Regions from separate parts of the Gossypium hirsutum genome. Here region 1 is linked to region 2. A link is a contact called in public Hi-C data. All regions are on one chromosome and are shown on one strand. Each heading gives the region's core, a stretch centred on a gene start, on an enhancer-like site or on the middle of the called end of the contact. The rest is flanking DNA. Distances are from core to core; before and after follow the strand shown. Region 1 holds the start of LOC107962898 (DEAD-box ATP-dependent RNA helicase 15). Region 2 holds the start of LOC107962901.

The links. A called contact is a pair of places that touch in the nucleus more often than the background predicts.
Region 1: a contact with region 2 is called in a Hi-C map of hypocotyl, with 7 times the contacts expected there. The contact joins the promoter of LOC107962898 here to the promoter of LOC107962901 in region 2. A contact is called at or near these places in 5 of 34 Hi-C or Micro-C datasets (hypocotyl, leaf and petal).

The regions. Positions count from the first base shown.
Region 1 is chrA06:37,089,729-37,093,003 of Gossypium_hirsutum_v2.1, reverse strand. LOC107962898 (DEAD-box ATP-dependent RNA helicase 15) reads right to left here and starts at 1,822. Exons shown (of 12, transcript XM_016899450.2): 1 at 1,596-1,822; 2 at 1,356-1,475; 3 at 722-822; 4 at 202-374; 5 at 1-90. The coding sequence starts at 1,471.
Region 2 is chrA06:36,786,945-36,790,635 of Gossypium_hirsutum_v2.1, reverse strand. It overlaps LOC107962901, which reads left to right and starts at 1,322. Exons shown (of 5, transcript XR_005928630.1): 1 at 1,322-1,530; 2 at 1,638-2,417; 3 at 2,511-3,392.

The sequences.
Region 1 (3,275 bases), core at 573-3,072, 300 kb before region 2:
TTTGTGTACTTTGACGTTGACACCACCATAGAAGACAGCAACCTTAATATCAGGCAGGTAAGTACTGAACCTCTCAAACTCATGACAAATCTACAAGGGGATAACTAAAATGAGATAACATATATCATATAACCTCAAGAATGTAGAAGGAAATTTTATGACCAGAAAGCTTACAGAAAAAGATGCAGAACATGTTCTTACCTGATAAGCTAACTCTCTTGTATGGCATAAAACGAGGGCAATAACTTGTCCTGGAGTTGGCTCAATCTGCTGTAATGATGACAAAACAAAAACTGCAGTCTTTCCCATCCCTGATTTAGCTTGGCAAATGACATCCATACCCAGTATGGCTTGGGGAATACATTCATGTTGCACTGATGAACCAAAGAAATGTGCATCAAGGAATCCGACGTAAGTAAAATATAACCTCCGCGATCCTTTTAATTTAACTTTATGATAGTTGCATATTACCTGCAAAAACAATGCATCAAAATAGAGGTTTTAAGCTGAACAAGAAATTCACATTAAACATACACAAAAGAGGCTATAAATCTAAATTGGACATTTTGAGTAGAATTCCCAAGCTTGAGAAAATAACAATAAAACTGCCAAAGAGCAAGCCATCAATGTAATTTAAATTGCAATTTTGGTTCTAGGAACGGAACTACATATATCTTTTAACAAATATATAGAAACGAAAGAGTAAGAGTCAGAAACTTGCCTTCGGAAGGGTGCTCAAACCCAGAGTCAACAATTGCCCGAAGAAGCTCTGGCTTCAAAAGGAAGTCTCTGAATCCTGAACTGTGAATCCCAACATAGCCCCTACAGAAGAAAAGGAGAATATATTAATTACCATCATATACGAAAGCAAAATAAAATCATTTGAGACCAAAGAAAAATAAAATTGACGCAACTAGTATATGTTCTAACCTTCTGTTACCAGAAATTGCTCTCTCCCTAAAGATTCTCAAATTCACATGTAAGTTCACAATTAGAGATCACTAACGATCAAATTCAGTAAAACTAATGTTCCAATTAGCATACAGTTTATTATAAAATTACTGATTAAAAGAAACAATTCACAAAAAAATTATATATATAGAATTATGTATTTATATAAACACAAAAACTACATATATTTAAGTTCCAATAAATCGCAATCCGTTCCCACTAAAAGAATCTATCGAATTTAATTTTATAGTAGTGAATTGTACTCTAGTTTTCATTCCCGGTACTGGACCGATCCGCATTACACGTAACTTGTTCGAAGCAAAGTTCGTTCGTTCTTATATGAGAACAAATATAATTTAAATAAGAAATGAAAAAGGAGTAATAAAGAGAAAGTAAAAGCTCACTTCTTCCCGGCCTCGCCGTTGACTTTAGCAGTCACGGAGTCAGGTGCTTTCTCTTCTTCTTCCTCGTAGTCGAGAAGCTCTTCCTCGTAAGCATCGTTGTCCCTCGTTTCTCCCATTCTTCTACAAATCCCAATAACAAATAATTAGGGTTTTAGCAAAGTAGGAGATCGAAGAGTAACTGAAAACATGGTCCTCATAAAAACAAATTTCAAAGAAAGACTGTAGATTTGGAAGATTTACCTGAGAAGTTAATTGAAAGAGGAGGGAATTTTGGGGTTTAGGATTAAGTTCAAAGAGAGTCTGCAAAGGAAAAAGGTTAGCACTTAAAGTGGAAGAAAGAAAAGATTTAGATTTGAAAAATAGAGAGAGAAAATAGGGTTTTCGGGTTCGACTATCGATCGTCGATATTGCCCGAAATGACCTCGCTTCTTCTCAATATTTACCATCGACTACTGCTCTCCCTAGTTGGATATAGCGTTCGAATTGTGAACATCTTTAACCTTTATTAAAAAATATGGAAATTAAATTTATTTTAGTATTTATATTTTTATTTTCGTACTTAAATTTGGTAATTACACTTATTTTACTTTTAAATTTTAAAAATAAAAAAATTAATAATGTGACACTCTTATATTGTATTATGTCATTATTTGAAATTTTAAAATATACATAATATTATCATATAGTATTGCGTTATCAAATTTTAATGAAATATAATTTAAAAATTAAAACAAATTTAATTACCAATATTAAGTATCAAAGTAGATAAAAAAATATAAATATCAAAGTGAGACTAAAAGTTATATTAACTCTTTTTAGATTTTTAAGTATTTTGCATTGTTATAAAAAGTACTTTCAAAAGTTAAAAGGATTACTTAGATATTATATTTCAAAGTAAAATTAAGTTAATATTTAAATCATATTTTTAAGCAATTAATATAAAATATTTAAAACTTTTAGTTTGAATGTATAAACCATATTTATCATTTATCATTTATAATCTATAATTTTATAATATGAAACTCAAATTAGCTTTTGAAAAATCGAAAGATAGAATTTTCATTTTTTTTTAGTTTAGTTTGAAAAAATAATTTTTAAATAAAAACTTATGATTTAGCATTATTTAAAGGATAAGAATTTCGTTTGGCTTGAAAAACCCCATTTGAAAAGAAATGCTAAATGCAATCTAAATTTTATTTCGATAAAAAATTTGATGGGTTTTTACCAATGCAATATAGTTAGTACTAGCAAGAAAAATTGAAAATCGATAAAAATTAAAGTGTTCAGATAATTTATAAAATACAAGTTTAAAAATTATAATTATTCGAACTCGAGTCAAATTTTATTTTTATTTAATATATAATTAATATATTTTTTATTATATAAAAATAAATATTTTATATTAAAAATAGTAAAAATAATTTAAAAGTTCTTGAAACATTATTGTTTTTAGAAATATTTACGAAAAAGATTTTAAAAGTTTATATAATAATATTCAAAAGTTATAAAAAAAAGCTTATTTTGTTAAAATAAGTCAAAATTAAAATGAAAAAAATGAGAACCAAATCGAATTATGACAAATGGTTCAAAAAAATCTAAAAAAAAAGCTCGATCAAACTGAACTAATATCACTCCTAGTTAGAGGTGTCCATAGATCGGGCCAAGTCCAATAAAAAATTAAGGCCTGTTTGTTAGGCCTGAGCCCGGCCCGAAAATGAGCTTAAAATTTTGCCCAAGCCTGATCCAGATAAAAATGCTAAAACCCGAGCCCGGCTCAGCTATATTAATTTTTAAAAAAAATATAATACATTAAAAATACTAAAAGCATTAAAATGTTTCCTAACAAATTAAAAATAAATTTTAAAAATATGTATACTTAAATAACACTCAGATATGTGCAATTTAACAAGTAAATGTCTC
Region 2 (3,691 bases), core at 73-2,572:
TAAAAAATATTTAAAAGAATATCGATAAACTTAAAAATATGATACTATAGTAATTACCTTAATCTCAAAATTACCAGTCACCTTAGGAAGGGGTGAACAAACAATTCCCATTAGAGTTTTTCTCATTTTTTTAGGTTCTTGGGAATGCAAAATAAGGTTTCATTTGTATATTCTTTTTTACTTTCCAGGCTGGCAAAGGCATTCCTCGAAGTTGGTAAGATATATTCTTTAACCTTGTCGGACATGGCTGATCAACCACCCCCTTCTCTATGTACTTCGGTTAAAATATACACTTTAAATAAAGTAAAAATTATTAACTAAAGTTTGACATTTAATTTTTATATTTAAAATTTTAAATAATTCTATTCACACTATTAATATCTCAAATTAAAATTCAAGATTAATATATTTATTATATCTTTGTCAATTTGAATTTGGTTAGACAAGCTCTTATTTTTCCTATAAATACTTTTATTGAATACAGTTTTCACATAATTCTATATGTATTTATGAGATCGAGTATGAAATTTTATTTACTCACTTTAAATTGAGTATCTGTTTCCCTCCTTTTTCAGCTAGGATTAGAAATCCTATATTTTACATATTCATACAATTGAGTCTTTGGGTTTTCAAAATAGTATAAGAAGAAATGTTTCGAATCATTGCTATTTGACTCGAATCTATTCTAAAAGAGTCGAGGCATTTCGAATTGTTTGTTAAAACGAACAAAGTCAAGGAAAACCTTTGAAATTATTTCAATATTGGACATTGGACATGTAATAGTTCCGATGTCGGTTAGTAAAGAGATTTCTCTCCACTCAAAATTTTAATATATTAAGCATTCATTCTGAATTTCATTTACCTATCTGACTATTAATTTTAAAATAAACGTATTAGTTTCTTTCAACACTATCCCTCTCCTTCTCCACCTCTATTAATACCAAATAATATTTATACAATCATATTATTTTCAAAAACAATTTTTCATTCATAATATAAACATAATAATAAGTAAATTTTGAAGGAAAATAATAATTATATAAATCATTGAATTAGAATTCTTAATTAAAAAATAACATGATTTAATTATTATCAAGTATTCAAAATAAAGATACCAGTTATATAAATTAAAAATTTCCCCGACAATGGCTTTTCATTTGTCCCGTAGTTGCCTTGCGATTCCTTTTGAGCAGTACCCGATCACATGCATGAGCATTTAAAAGTAGCTTTATCCCATGATTTAATCAAACATTGTAAGCATATCTTTTGAAAATAAAATAATGTGTGCTTTATTCCTTAATGATTTATTATAAATACCGGGCATCAAAGCTAATTAAAGAAACAATTCAAAGGGCCAAAAAAAAGTAGCCCAAGGGGAAAAATTTGCTAGTGGAAAGAAAATGAAGAGAAGGGTTTCTCAATGGATCATTTTCATAATTGTATGTTTCTTAAGTGAAACAGCTTTCATCTCACCATCACAGGCTACTGTCAATGATCTCAAGCAATCGATGAAGGAAAAACAACTCAAAGGTAAGTATTCTTTTTTTTTTCTTATTGAAAAAAGAATTTTAAATTTTGTAAATGGAGAAAATAGATCACGAAATTTAATAAACCCATTTAATTTTTTTTCCATGCAGATTTTTTGGATAGACATGAAAAAACAATCAAGGGTTGGCATGAAGCACTTCATTTGAAGATGGTTCAAAGAGAAAAGAAAGTAATTATTGAGCAGAAGAAGAAAGGAGGGAAAGGAGGCGGAAGCTATGGCGGTGGAAGTCTTCTTCGACCTCGTGCCAAAAAGAGTGCAGCAAACTTTCTCCATCCAACAACATTCCTTAGATTTCTATTACCTGGTTTAATCCCCACTATGTTCTTTTTATAACTTGGATATAAGCCCCTATTATATATATATGTACCCCTCAAATATGTGTTAAGTGTTGGTCACTTTTTTATTTTTATTTTTTTTAAAATATCATTTGGAATTTTATTCAATTAATCAAAAAATAAAGCTTAAGCAACAAACGGGCAAAACAATAAAGTTGGGCTAACCCAATCAGCCCAATAATCCAACAAAGAAAGGAGCTTACTCTTGAAGCAATTAATGCGACACAACTCCTGTGATCCAACAACTAGATAGTAACCCCTCAATAATTTATCTTTTTTTTTTTTCCAATTACTAGAAACCATCCGACTTCCATTTCATCTCTCTTCTCTATATGCTTCTTGTCCCCCAACTTGCCAAACTAAGAAAAAACCCAGACCAAAAACATTATCCCCTATGATCCATTTCCACTTATTCTCTAACATACTCAGGAAACCCATTTCTCATCAAGCATCGATCCCCTTTCTTTAGACCTATTGCAGCCAGCAAATGAGCAACCCAATTCGTTAATTTTTGCCCATGTTTAAATTGACAGGTTTGAAATCTTTTACCCAGCCCTTGCCCATCTCTAATATAAGCACAAATTTTTTATTTATCACCCCTCCTTTGTGTATTTTTTTTACAATAGATAGGGCATCTCCTTCAATTTCGACTGTCGTAAACCCCAGATCCAGGCCCAGTTGAACGCATGCAATAGCCTCGACTGCGAACACCAAGGGTACATTATCATTTAACTCAACCCTAAAACTCAATACCCGCCCCATAGAATCTCTAATTGCAATCACTGAGCAAGATTTGCTTTCATGTTTTCTGTATGCTGCATCAAAGTTTATTTTCACAAATGGGTTCTCTGTTGGCTGCCACTTTTTCAACTCCATTCTTTGAACATGTATGGAATTATTCAACCATCTAGTTTTTGAACATAATTCCTAATAAAATTCGTTATGGCTAAACTTGTTTTCCTTTGCCCCTCATGACCAATTTGTTTCTTTCAGTCCATATTACCCATAAAGCACAGACAAAAAGACAACATTGAATGGTAGAATTTTTCTAAAAAAAACCTGGTAACCCAGTACATAAGCTCTATGTATAATACTGAATTTGGCCAATTCCAATTCAATTGATGCCACATCTCCTTTGTCACAAGACAATCACGCAGAACATGTACTCTGGATTCAACCTTTCCTATGCATCTCGGGCATATTATTGTATTTCTTGATCTTTTATACTGTAGATTAAATAGCGTAGGAAATTATTTTTTTTAAAAACACCAAATTGTAATATTCAGTTTTTAGGGTAGATTCAAGCCCCATAATTTCTTGTAAAAATTTGTATGCTCAGTTTGGTTGTATAAATGAGTAAGCTCAATAAACTATTGTAAAAGAGACTTATAGGCACCGCGAACTGAGAATTCCCTCGATGCCTCCTCTCTCTCTACACTTAGTAGTCTTCATGCGAGAACCTTGACAAAGAGATGCTCAGAATTCTTTTAGCATCACTTTCATAGAAGGTATACATTATGAACTCCACTTTCCATTTCCTTATGACATTGTCAACTAGATCTGCCACAATAAAAGTTTCAGAACAACTCTCACCATTTTGAATTCTGTAATCCACAGCTCCTGGTAACCATGCAGCCTCCCTTACTAGAATTTTAGTGTAATAGCCCGATTTAGGGCCTAGTCAGAATAGTGGTCTTAGGACCACAAATTCAGAGTTGAATAAATTATTTTATTATTATTTTAGAGTCATTGCATGTTTATATAAGTGTATAAAAATTTTGGTGAGTTAATTTTGACGTTTGCGAGT